Regions from separate parts of the Mus musculus genome. Here regions 1 and 2 are each linked to region 3. Evidence: chromatin contacts called from public HiChIP or PLAC-seq data. All regions are on one chromosome and are shown on one strand. Each heading gives the region's core, a stretch centred on a gene start, on an enhancer-like site or on the middle of the called end of the contact. The rest is flanking DNA. Distances are from core to core; before and after follow the strand shown. Region 1 has its middle 13 kb from the start of Gm30145. Region 2 overlaps Gm30145 (a long non-coding RNA gene). Region 3 has its middle 36 kb from the start of Krr1.

What was found. HiChIP or PLAC-seq counts read pairs in DNA pulled down with a chosen protein or histone mark.
Region 1: an HNF4G HiChIP or PLAC-seq map of pancreatic cancer cells shows a contact between it and region 3. The contact joins two enhancer-like sites. A contact is called at or near these places in 2 of 115 datasets of contacts at active chromatin or transcription factors (embryonic stem cells and pancreatic cancer cells).
Region 2: a contact with region 3 is called in an HNF4G HiChIP or PLAC-seq map of pancreatic cancer cells. The contact joins two enhancer-like sites. A contact is called at or near these places in 3 of 484 Hi-C or Micro-C datasets (the HPC-7 cell line, bone marrow-derived macrophages and palatal mesenchyme) and 1 of 115 datasets of contacts at active chromatin or transcription factors (pancreatic cancer cells).

Annotation. Positions count from the first base shown.
Region 1 is chr10:111,388,648-111,393,205 of GRCm38.p6, reverse strand. No RefSeq gene overlaps it. Among named protein-coding and RNA genes, the nearest start is that of Gm30145, 13 kb to the right of the region's middle. Within about 2 kb of position 3,150, at least 180 of the 459 cell types and tissues checked have an H3K27ac peak or open chromatin away from gene starts, as enhancers often do. A contact at or near this core is called in pancreatic cancer cells, where this site is marked.
Region 2 is chr10:111,363,299-111,367,863 of GRCm38.p6, reverse strand. Gm30145 (a long non-coding RNA gene) reads left to right here. Exons shown (of 5, transcript XR_872033.1): 5 at 976-1,160. Among named protein-coding and RNA genes, the nearest start is that of Gm30145, 13 kb to the left of the region's middle. Within about 2 kb of position 2,598, at least 82 of the 459 cell types and tissues checked have an H3K27ac peak or open chromatin away from gene starts, as enhancers often do. A contact at or near this core is called in pancreatic cancer cells, where this site is marked.
Region 3 is chr10:111,934,227-111,938,457 of GRCm38.p6, reverse strand. No RefSeq gene overlaps it. Among named protein-coding and RNA genes, the nearest start is that of Krr1, 36 kb to the left of the region's middle. Within about 2 kb of position 1,512, at least 66 of the 459 cell types and tissues checked have an H3K27ac peak or open chromatin away from gene starts, as enhancers often do. A contact at or near this core is called in pancreatic cancer cells, where this site is marked.

The DNA of each region.
Region 1 (4,558 bases), core at 1,901-4,400, 550 kb after region 3:
GACTCTTGGACACAGAACTTAGATGGTTCTAGCTGAATCTGATCTGAAAGTCTCTTTCCTGTAGTCTAGCTTCTACAGTTCCAAAAATACTATGCAAACTGCCAAGTGAAGGAAGGAAACAAGTCTGACTAATTGAACTTAAGGCCCACTCAACAGGGGAGAAGTCATTCCTGGTACTGGAAACCCAGCTTCCTGGGGACCAGTGAGGTCATAGACCATAGAAAATAACTGACCACCACCACCTTGCTAGACTAGCATAAGCACTTACTACAATCTCCATCTTATCCTTATACTGTATCCATATGCTTTCCAGCAAATGGAGATGGTCTAAGGGTTATTATTGCTGTGATGAAACACCACAACCCAAGCAATCTGGGGAGAAAAGGGTTTGTCTGGCTTATGCTGCTACTTTGTAGTTATCACTAAAGGAAGTCAGGTCAAGGGTTGGAACCTGGAGGCAGGAGCTGATCCAGAGGTCATGGAGGAGTGCTGCTTACTGGATGGCTCCCCATGGCTTGCTCATCCTGCTTGCTTGCTTGCTTGCTTGCTTCCTCCCTCCCTCCCTTCCTCCTTTCTTTCTTTATATTTAAATGTAGTCTTCTCCCATACAATACATCTGCAGCTTCCTCTTTGTCCACTCTTTCCAGTATCACCCCCCCCCCCCCCACCTTCCCTCTTCCCCAGATCCACTTCTTCTCTGTTTCTCTTCAGAAAAGAGCACACTTATCTCCCAGGGATATCAACTACACATGGCATAACACGTTACAATAAGACTAGGCACAAAATCTCATAGCAAGGCTGGACGAGGCAACCGAGGAGGAGGGAAAAGGGCCTAAGAGCAATCATCCTGCATTCTTATAGAACCCAGGGCTAGCAGCCCAGGCATGGCATCCACTGGGCTGGGCCTCTCCCATCAATCACTAATTAAGAAAAAGCCCTATGGGCTCGCTTATCGCCTGATCTTACGGATTTAATTGATCTAAATTGAGGTTCCCGCCGCTCAGATGACTAGCTTGTGTCAAGTTGATGTAAAACTACCCAGTGAGACCATCTCAGAAATCTACTACTGCACACAATGCAGAGATCAAGAGGGCATGGGGAACCCAAGCCCAACAGCTATAGCTACGTTCCAGCTCCTGCATCTACGGCTCAAGAAACATCTCAGCTGAGGAAGCAGAAAGAGTATGAGAACCAGAATACCAGAAAATCTTCTGTGAGACAGTCCCTCCTAGAAATGACTGCATAAACAAGACTTGAGCAATGGTGGTCTCAATGGACATGTAAGGGAGAAGGGGAAATTTTCATGGGCTTCCAATCCTTTTGACAAAGAACTGCAGGCAATTAATGACTACTAGGAGACAGAGAATTAGCCTCTTTCCTGGGACAAGTACCTTTATATGTTGTCCAATGAAGGGTGGCCATGCCTGGATCCATATACATACAAACGACAAAAATGGACTTAGTGGCTGTATTTATACACACACACACACACACACACACACACACACACACATACACATCAACAATAAGAAAAAAGAAGGATCAACTTGAGAGTGGGGGGTGCATGGGAGGGGCTTATGCGGGCTGGCTGGTAAAGGACTAGATGGGGCAAGGGAGGGGAAGTGATATAGTTCAGTTTCAATTAAAAACACATTTTAAGACCGGCTGGCTACAGGACACAGAAAACTAGATTTTCATTGCCATTCAACCTAGACGGTTACTTACATAGGAGATATGCCTTCCAGCTCTGTGTCTTCAGTTTTTAAAAAGAAGCTAGAAAACCAACCCGGGGGGGGGGGGGGGGGGAGGAAGGCATTTGTCTCTCCTTCTTATGATAAATATAACATCTCACATTTAAAGGACTTTTACATTCATAATGAAACTTTCATTACAAAAGGTATCTAGCCCAGGAATATAGCGAGCTATTCCTGGGAAACTTTTGACAGCCGAAAGACTTGAACGCGTACAACCGTATACATAAAAGCAAACTTTATTTATGACACTTTTTATCTCTCTCCTTCTCACAATTCATCTCTGCCAAGTTCCTTAGAAGCCCAAACCTCTGGTCCTTTCTCTACCTAGGGATGATGCATATGTCTTACCGCTCTGGCTCCACCCTTGTATCCCACACATCTGTGGGACTTGTGTACATGTGTATACTCTTGGTGGGAGTGAAATATTTTAAGAATATCCTTATGCCCTTCCCTTCAGCTATCAGACTATCAAGATGATAACCCAAAGAAGTCGCTACTTTCCCAGAAGTCTCAAGCTGGGTCAAAGAAAAGTCTGGAGCTCTTGAGGTCAGCCAGAAGAGAGGAGTTGACTCCCAGGAAGAAATTTCAGAGTTCAGACAACTTGTCCCCTCTTGTCCCCTGTTTAAACCTAAATCTCACATCAGGATGGACTGGGTGTGGGGTCACATGACTTCATAATTTCTCATTTCAATGTGACCACATTGAATGACTATCTTTTTTCTCTTTTCCTACCATTATTTATCTGTTTAATTGGCTTAGTGAGAGTGGGTGAGAATGGGCGTCCATGGTAACCTGTTAGCGCCTAGGTTCTGACCCTAACAACTCCAGTACCGTGAACTTTATTAAAATTGCTTTTCTCCTGTTAATCTGTCTTCTGCACATTTAATTCTTAGGCCAACCATAGAACCCATAAGGGCAGAAGAAACTGTTGTCTTCTCTAGAATAACTATCCATTCCAGATCAAGAGAATGCAGGAACAAGGACCCAGTCTTTAAGTTTGGAGTTTTCATTATTATGTGAGACTGAATATGTTACATTTCTAAAAATAAGGCTGCCTCACAGCAAAAAGCAATTGACATCAAGAGCTTAAAAAAAAAAAAAAAGACAAGGGAAGTTCGTCTCCACTGAATAGAGTCTAACGTGATGGAAAGAAAGAAAAATAATGTTGGGATCGCGTTCTGTGGGCCGGCTGGCACAGCTGTACGGTTATGTAAGCACGGAGCATGGAGCAGCACCTTCCCTAAGAGAAGCCCTGAGCTAATTCTGTGTGCTGCATCCCCAGTCCCAGCTCCCAGGATAAAAATGTCTACTGAGAGAGGATCTGAAACAGCCCAGCCTGGAATTTGTCAGCTGGCAGGGTGCCAGGTGACTCAGAGCCTTGTAATGCAATTAAGTGAGTTGCGTCATCTCCGCGTGTGCTGTGGGAACATGTGGTCTTGAAAGTGGTGGCTACCCTTCTCTGAAACACAACCCTGTCCCCCAAGCACCTATGAGGCACTATCGGTCAAAAATGCACAAAGCCCAGACACCAACAGTACAATCTGCTGTGTTCATCTCAGGCAGGGGAAGGAATGAATCTAAGAGAGGGGGCGGCTAACCCGAGTTTCTGACTAGGGACCAGGAAACTCTCAGCCTCCCTCATCCCTCCATGATGTGCTTGAAATCACTTGAGGTACCTCAAAACCGCCATGCCCCATCTTTGAGAAATTCCAGTTTATTTCCCACGTTCATGCCTGGGTGCGAGAATTAATTTTTTTAAGCATATACACACACAAACAAATCACACACCACACAGATACACTATATACATACACACACCATGCACGCACATCATACACACATACCTCACAAATGTCCCACATTTATACACATAGACCACACAAGCGTCTATACTACCACCAATGGTCACCACCTTAAGGCTCTTTGGGGACTTTGTCTTGTTTGCCTACTATACTAGTTAAATTTACAAGTAGGATTAGGGTGAAAAACAGATTTCCTTCCTTCTTGTGTCATTGTGCATTTTCACACACACCCCTTAAAGCAGTCTTTTCTCTTGGATATTTTTTGTTCTCTAGCCTTGCTTCCTATCAGACACCTATCCGCCTACTTGGTCCACCTAATCTTCCCTGAACCCACTATTTGTGATCTGACAGTTCGTTCTATTCTAGTTGACTGTCTTTCTGAAGATAATGCCATGTGATGTCAGAACTTTGAAGATAAAGAACATGTTGATTTCTTTATTGACAGGCCGAGTAGCTTGCTTCATGCTTCAACTTCTCTGAGCAAAGTTTAGTTAGTCATCAACATGTTGGCATATAACAAACCGGAAGTGACGTCTCAGCCAGTCTTTCACACACTTCCAGCATCCCTCTCGCAGTGCCCCACTATCCCTTTCCACCAGGTGCCTCTTCACTGCATGGAGAGGCTAGGGCAAGCATAATTCATGCTTGTAATTCTTCTAAGTTCCACCTTCTTCATCCCCTGTCCCCGATTTTTTTTTCTCCTTATTTACATGTTCGCCTCTGTCCTGTGCCTACCTATGTACAAAGCCAAGAGGCAATACATTCCGTCATCAGAGGGCCTCTGAAAAGGGCAAAGCTGGTCAGTTTGCTCACCTCAGAACAATGGATGACTGGTCAATAAGAGAGGCAAGTCCTAAAAGGCAGATGGCCATGTGACAGCTGTGCTGGGTTTCTGTGGCTGTGTTAGGGCATGTGACTCAGGGCCGGGTGGCAGCTGGGCCACCTCTCCAGCCCCATGGCTCCCTTTTGACCTTAGGTTAAGGCAAGCCTAGAAATTGGAGG
Region 2 (4,565 bases), core at 1,349-3,848, 570 kb after region 3:
TTTCATTTGCCAGGCATTTGCTTGGCTTTGCGGCTTTCCCTGTCAATCATCCTTCTAGATTCACACACAAGCACTCCCTTGGAACCACCCACTCTCCCCTCTCCCTCCACTTCATCTTCGATAACTGTGTCATTTACATATTTTGATTGTTTATTTTTTTGTCTCTGGGAAATCAGAATATGCTATCCCAAAATATTCCACGTTGGCATATGGACAATTTTGAGAAACTGAAGACACAGGATTCTGAAAACAGAGCAGAGCTTTTCATTTCGTATGAGAGATTTACATCTAGGAAGGAAACCTCCATTTAAGAAGTTGTCTCTGCAGCAAGAAGGAAAAAAAAATGCCTGTTAGTCACGGGGGCTCCTTGTCAATGGGGAAATCGTGTTAAGAGAAACCACAGCTGGGTTATTTATAAAGAGATGTAGCCTTTGTTCCCAGTTTTGGAGGCTGGGAAGTCTATATGAACACAGGGTCTAACCAGGGTCTCCTAACACGTGGCAGAGGGTATCAGTTGAGGGGCTGATTCCTCCAGCTTGAAGACATTCCTTCCTGGAGAAGGTTCCCAACACTCAGAAAGTCTGCAACCTTTAGAAAACTGTGGAAGTTCACAGAAGAGACAAGGCCTATGGAGCTCTCTCCCTGGGATTCTGGGATTATATAAGCAGTCAATAATTGCTGGAAAGAGGAAAGCTCGTCGGTAGAGCTCCCTGCAAGATGCAAGGGAACACCAGTGACAGCTTTTGTTGAGTCCTAAGCCATGCTGAGGTCCGGGGGTCTGGGAGTGTTTTCAACGATGCTACTGCCAGAGTCTCTCGTGCTTCTGTAAGTAGCTCTGCTTAGCCATATTCCTGTAACTGCAATAAGCCCATTGGTTCATGTCTTAGTCAGGGTCTTTATAAAGACCCTGTGGTAAATCACTATGACCAAAAGCCAAGATGGGGAGGAAAGGGTTTATTTGGCTTATACTTCCAGGTCATGATCCATCATTGGAGGACGTCGGGACAGAAGGTCAAACATGGATGGAACCTGCTAGAGGCAGGAGCTGATGCAGAGGCCATGGAGGGGTGCTGCTTGCTCCCCATGGCTTGATCATCTTGGTCATCGGGACTTGCTCAGCCAGCTTTCTTATGGAACCCAGGACCACCAGCCCAGGTGTGGTACAACCCACAACGTTCTGGGCCCTTCCCCACTGATCACTAAATGAGAAAATGCCTTACAGCTGGATCTCATGGAGGCATTGCCTCAACTGAGGCTCTTTCCTCTCTGGTGACTCTAGCTTGTGTCAAGTTGGCACAAAAGCAGCCAGTGCAGTTCACTAAGCTAGATGTGTGGGATTGTTTCTTTGGTGTGTTGTCAATGACCCATTTGGGGGTGAAAGGACATTTGTTCATGACTCCCTAGGAAAAGTCACACAACAACATCACAGGATAAAACACCAAGCTTGCTAGCTCTAGCATCTGTTCGTCTTTTTATACTGCCACTAATGTCACCACAGGGGCTCCATCCTCAAGACCCATCTGTGCAGGGTCTCTAACTTCACTCTTCTTAACTCTTCCACCAAAAGACTTACAAGCTCGGGTGATACTAGTTGTATGGACAAAGAAGGTGCGGTCGAGTTGTTAAGAGCTAAGTTTTGTCCCCTCGAAACTCATGTGTTTTTAAATCGTCATCGCCCACAGCTCAGAATGGGATCGTATTTGAAGAAAGGATCTTTAACCCCTGCAAAGCACTAACTGCATTTTTACTAGTTGTCTCTCAAAGCACACTGCCTGCTCTTCCTGTAAGGTCAATGAGATGAGAGAAGGAAAGAGAGACAAGAGAATGAGCATCATAAGAGCACAGGCTCTATTTGGTGTCCTGACTGGTTTAATATCAACTCGACATAAGCTACAGTCATCAAAGAGGAAGGAGCATCAATTGAGAAAATGCCTCCATAAGACCCAGGCTGTGAGCAAGTCTGTAGGGCACCTTCTTCATTTGTTGTTGATGGGGGAGGGCCCAGCCCTTTGTGGGTGGTACCACCCCTGGGCTGGTGGTTCTGGGTTCTATAAGAAAGCAGTCTGAGTAAGCCATGGGGAGCAAGCCAGTAAACAGCACCCCTCCATGGCTTCTGCATCAGCTCCTGCCTCTGGGTTTCTAACCCTGTTGAGTTTCTGTCCTGACTTCTTTGAGGATAAACTTTTTCTCCCCAAGTTGCTTTTGATCACAGTGATTCATACAACAATAGTAACCCTAAGACGTTTCGGAAAGACCTGTGAAGGGGGCAGGCAGTTCTAGTGTAAGACCCGAGCTCAGAGTTCTCTTACAGGAAGACTCTGGGTGTTCCTCCTGGGGATATATTAGTCTTCTGCTGTCACTCCTTAAAGCTTATAGCAAACAGAATCTCAGAAATTCCAGGAGATATAGGTCCATTTGTACCATCGAGGACAAAAGAGAATGAGAATTAGCCTCAGTCGAAGCAAACGTCTGACGTACACAGTAGAAATGGCAGCGTCTTCTCCAAAGACAGGAGAAATGCATCTCTCTGTGGCTGTGTGGTCAGCCTTGCTTCCTCTCTAAGGCATGGAAAGCATCCAGGAAGTTTTGTAATGAACAGGGTCAAAGGGGAGTGCTGGCTACTGATTAAAAAATCCAGTCACTTCAGAAAGAATTCTAGCACACCAGACTCTTGCCAGTCATAGGGGGAAGGGAGCAGGAGAGTAGGAGCTGAATACTTCTTTATATTCTGGCCTACAGTAGGCTATGGCTAGGGGTAGCTATGGAAATGACCTGACTGGTGGATTAAAGGAAGTCAGATGATCGCAGGGCCAGCCTTGACTGAGGATTGATAGATGGGGTGAGAATCTACAACTCACAATTGCTTTACTTCCAGGAACTGTTTAACCCCACTAGAGGGGCTGCACATGGAGTGCCCACGGCTAACATCTCCTGTCACTGGGAACAGTGTGTTAGGAAACCCAAAATACAAGTCACGAATGAGATCGAGAAATACAAAGCTAGATAAAATGTTACGCATTGAGGATATACTGGTCTAGCAATGAAAACGTGCAGTTCTTTGCATCTTTATACCTGCATTAAAAATCATACACTGTTTACCACTGGGCTGCAGGAATATGCTGAAGTCCAGAATACTAGAATGTGTTTCCCTTCCTTATGCTTGTGTGCACTGATTTTTTTCTCTGCTTTTCTTTCTATGGGGCTGAAGATTGAACCCTGGGTCTCATGCAAGCACTCTACCTCTGAGTAATGTTCTTATCCCCCACCCCCACCCCTGCCCCCAAGCCCCCGGATGCACAGATCTTATCCTCGAGGCTGCAACCCAGCAGGCTCTTGTCTGCTCGGAACTAGCACAAAGGGCAGAAGAGATTAGCTAAATCCTCCTGGCTGCCTTGTTTCCACACAGCTTTGTCAATTAGTCCTGGGATTGGAGCAGGGACTGCTGAGTCCAGAGATGCTCTATTCTTTACCAGTTCAAATACTGGCACAAGCAGACCTGACTGATCCTGTTTCAAAATGTCAAGTTCCAATGTTCGGAGCGTTTGAAGCTGTACAAACACTCTGCCCAAGCGGAGGAAAACTCCGGGTGTTCCTCCTGGGGGTGTATTAGTCAGTCTGCTGTCACCCCTTAAAGCTCATAGCAAACAGAATCCCAGAAATTCCATAGGTCCATTTTCACCAGCCAGGACAAGACAGAATAAGAATTGTTATCTGGAAGTTTAGTTTTAGTGGGGGCACTCTATTGAGTGAAGCCTTCTTGCTTATCCTCTCAGAATTTGCTATCTTGTGGCTGCTGTGACTTAAAAGAAATAGGAAGGGAGAGCGACCAATTGACTGTACAGTGACAGAGCAGGAGGGCAGCCACTCTTAATCCATGGGGACAGAAACCCTGGCTCTGCAGAGAACTTCAAGCTTCTCTCCCTTCAAAGGCCAGTCTTTCAATTAGAGACAGGGTCAGACTGCGAGCGAGCTGTTCAGCAGGATTGAGAAAGAATGTCTATCAGCTAGCTGGTGTGTGGACAGCTTTGGTTTGTAGGTGCGTTTGATTTTCAAACCGCAGCAAGTTTTTTTTTAAAGTGGTCTCTGCGTGTTCAGTCGCCCTGTGGGGGCAGGGTGTGCAACAAAATGAGAATAAAATGGGGGTGGGGGGGCTCATGTTTACCTCAAACACGTCACAGTCTTCTCCATCTGTGCACGCTCACACACACACACACACTCAGCATTGTTCTTAGCGACATCAGTGGATGTCACCTGCAGAGGGCTTCTTGAGTTTGGAAGGAAGAATTGAGCAGAGATAACCATCCGAGACCACTGCTTAAGACAAGATGTAGTTCCCAGTGAGAGTGGGCCGCTAAAGGAGAGGGAAGCTTGGCGTCCAATGTGCTCGGCTTTTATGCTATGCGCCTGCCCGCAGGTTCTCTGGGACATTTACGTAGGTAGGCTTTTTCTGCGCATGCTCTATCTGTCACATGGTTTCATGCATTGGCAGACATTTGCACCTCACTATACTCTTGAGACTCCACAATGTGGTCTTTAGTATTACCTACATTTTGGGGATTCCTCTG
Region 3 (4,231 bases), core at 263-2,762:
TAGGCTGGGCAAACAAAGAAACTCTTCATCTGTGTGAATCGGGAATCTAGTGGATCTACTTGATACTAATATATATTGAGCACCGACTAATACTAAGATGTTTGCCTAAATTCCATTTCTTTTTTCCCCTCCTCTTCTCTTCCCTTCCCTCCTGACTGCCTCCCAGCCTGGAAGAAAGTCAGGCCTGTGACACTTAGAAAGCAAGCACCAACCACTGAACTATCCTCTCAGTCCTTTAAAAAAAAAAAGAGGTTTGTTTTTTTTTTTTTTTTTTTTTGAGATGATGTCTTACTAGTTGCCTGCTGCATTTTGTACAGTTTTGCCTTGAACGTACTTTGTAGTTCTGGCAGGCCCTGCCCCTGTGATTCCTCCTACCTCTGCCTCCACAATAGCTGGAATTATAGCCCTGGGACATTAGGCTTGGCCTCTTGGACAACTTTCTTACTTATTCTGCATAGTATTCTTGTAAAATCATACGGTTATTGCCCTTCTATAATATATACACAAACAGGAAGAGAGGAAAAACGATGTTTTCAGTGGGAAGGCAGGGGTTACCTCTAATTTGTTTGGATAATAACTGATGTTTTTCAGCAAAAGGTACATGCTAGCAGCCCTCAGCATGAGGCTTTAGCAACTCACAAAGCTGCTTAAACCTTAGGCTTGAAAGTGCAATGAACTGAATTCTCAATTAGAGGCTAGGAACATGCTGGGTTTGGTAGCATCAGCCTATACATCCCCAGCTACTCTCAGTGGGCTGAGGCAGGAGAATCACAAATTTAAGATCAGCCTGGGCAATTTAGTGACACCTCATCTCAAAATAAAAAGTGGAAAGAGAGAGCAGTAGACAGCTCAGCTTAGAGCATTTGCCTAGTATGCAAGAATGTAGCATTTGCCTAGCGTCTAGCTTCCAATCTCTGTCCCTCTGTCTCTGTCTCTGTCTCTGTGTCTGTCTTTCTATTTCTCTCTGTGTGTCTCTGTCTCAATTCACATTCCAAACACACACACACACACACACACACACACACACACACACACACACACACACTGATACACACACACTGATACACACACGTGTAAATATCATCCAAAGGAAGTACATTCCAAACATTGAAATAAGGGCCTTCGGCTTGACCGTCTTAGAACTAAATTCTAAGAAGGCATGTCCTCACTTCTCGGGTCCCTATGTTGTTTATTTCCCATGGACTTATCTCACTTTCATCCGTGATTTTTCAATTTCTGAAGAAATAAATAGACTTTGGTAAGACCAAATGCTGTTCTAGCCATTTCCTAAATTCCCCACAGTTGTTCTGGGAAGAGTGGGCTCAAGTCCCCTGCTGCCTGTCAGAATGATTAATTAGACTTCATTTCCTGCTGACGTGTCCACCGTCCTTTTCTTACCCCCAATGACTAATAACACTTCTACAAAAGTCCAAACAAATGGCCACAGTATCTAGTGTTTATTTTTGGAAGCTTTTCCCCAGCCAAAATGCACTGAACCTCTCACGAATGGCAGTTTAGAAATTCCTGGCTAGGATTCCTGCCCTGAACAGCCGCACTTGATATGGCTAGATGGCCCGTTGACTGGCACCCTGGGTGGCATCGTGCCAGTATGAGAGTTGTCAAGCTATCTAAATCAAGAATAGGCCCCGAGCTGTGACAAATCCAGATGGGCAGCCTGCTCAGCGACCCGGCGAGGGGCCCTATCTTCTTCAGGAAGTATCCCTGTGCCAGCACAAGAGCATTCATGCCACATGTCTTTCTCTCCACTTGACATCTGCGGACACTCTGAAGAGTATGTGACAAAAGAGGAAGAGAGCAAGAGTGGAAAGGAAGACAGGAGGCTTTCTGGGTGGGGCTAGCAGGGCAGAGACAGAGGTATTGCAGCAGAGGCTCCACATCCATTAGGAACGGGATCTCACTGGCTAGTTAGCCCGTGATGTCAGGATTAGCAGATACCTCATTTCCAGGCCAGTGATAGCAAAACTGGAGGGAAAGAAAAGGTCAGTCAGGAATGGGTTTGTCAAACTGTTTCTAGTTGTGCCAGAGCTTCCCCCACATTTACAGCCATTGCTCAACATATCACATGGCTACCAAGTGAATCCTTAGGATAGGAGAGAGCCACGACCCAAGACACTGGTCCAGAGAAAGAAGTTTAGATGTGTCCTGAACCCAGAACCTGGCAAACTCAGGAGCAGAGGAATAGTTGCTGTTTAGAGAGTTCCAGACATCCAGACAAGCTTGGCATGGCTTTTGCCGATTCATCAGTCAAGCGGAGATGCCTAGTGTTCTAAATATGTGTGTGCACATGGGAGGACTTCCAATTCAACATCTGTGGGGCTGTGACACGGTCTTGTGGCTAATTTAAGGCTTGGGGAGGTTAACATGGGTCCCAGGATCATTCTACACATAATCCCATCTGTAAATTGAGAACTAGATTAAAATACGCCTCAACTGAGACGGTCTAAGCTAAGTGCTGTGGTTAACCCATGGGAATTATTGTGTCCCTTTGCAATCAACTCCTGGATGCGAGTGGACTGTCACACTGATCTTCATCACTGGGACTTCTGAAAAGTCATAAAATACAAACATAAAGCACCATAGGTCAGGGGACTCTAGTGTTGGTATCACAATTTTGTGTGTATGGTGCATGTGTGTGTCTGCATGTGTGTGTCTCTGTGTGTCTCTCTCTGTGTGTCTATGTGCATGTGAGTGTCTTAGTATGTGTATATCTATATGTGTGTCTATGTATGTGTATATTTGTGTGTGTATATTTGTGTGTGTGTGTGTGTGTGTGTGTGTGTGTGTGTGTGCATGTGCATGTGTGCATAGCTAAAGATCAAACCCAGGGCCTTCTGCCTTTTCCCAAGTCCTGATAAATGTTTGTCTTAAAACAAACTTATGTGTGCCACAGTATAATAATCTCATGCTCAGAGGAAACTAAGGCTCAGAGAATTAAAGAACTCTCTAGTCACTGGTCTTTGGGAAATTTGCCAAGGTAACATAGCAACCATGAAGAAATACACAGTGAATCAATATGGCTTTGGAGAAAACAAAAACAACACAGTGATTTTAAAAGCGAATGATGAGGGGTGGCTTAGTGGGTAAAGGGCCTGCCGCCAAGCCCAGTGACCTCTGGATGCAACCAATTTAAGTTTAACCAGACTAGCTTACAAATAAATGAGACTTAGACTAAGGTTATTTTATTTGGCTTTGACAATTACTGAGGGTCACCCCTAATCTACTACTCTTCTTCTTCTCCTTCTTCTTCTTCTTCTTCTTCTTCTTCTTCTTCTTCTTCTTCTTCTTCTTCTTCTTCTTCTTCTTCTTCTTCTTCTTCTTCTTCTTCTTCTTCTTCTTCTTCTTCTTCTTCTTCTTTTGAGACAGGGTTTCTCTGTGTAGCCCTGGCTGTCCGGGAACTCACTATGTAGACCAGGCTGGGCTTGAACTCAGAAATCTGCCTGCCTCTGCCTCCTGAGTGCTGGGATTAAAGGCGTGCGCCACCAACGCCCAGCTCCTAATCTACTCTTCTAACTGTTGGCCTTGCTACCTCCCCAGTGGTGGACCCCAGATATGGCTGTTACTCTTTGCCACATGTTCATGGTCCATCTCCCCTCATGGCAGCCTCCTCCTCTTCCCTAGTTCTTTCTTCTTCCTCTCCTGGTCTTACCTCACTCCTCTCTCTCCACCTTCAGAGAGGTAACTAGAAACCCACCTACCGCTAATCCCTCCAGTATTTGGCTGTAGCCATTTTAATTTAACCAATAGTTTCAAATCCAGGAACAAGGTTTGCACAACAAAAGCTTGTAAATGTGAGAATTCACTGTAGGCCTAGGTCTTAAGGTACAGAATTCAGCATTACAGTACATAGCAATGGGCCAAACTTCAGTAGACCTGAGCTTGATCCCTGCTACACATACAGTGGAAGAAATGAACAACCTTCCAAATACAGTCCTTTAACACACACACACACACACACACACACACACAATTATCAGTCCTAGGTTGTTTTCAATTTCTATATCCCTTCTTTAAAATCCACATCACATTGATTTATTTTTTTCCTTTGTTTAAAGTAAGAAAGGTTTATCTTGGCATATAGTTCAGGGGATAAAGTAAGGAGATTGAAGACTAGTCTATTAAGGTAGTACACGAGAAGTTGAGGACAGCTGATTGTATGTCTTCCCTTTTGTAGTATGCATGTATGTATGTATGTATGTATGTATGTATGTAT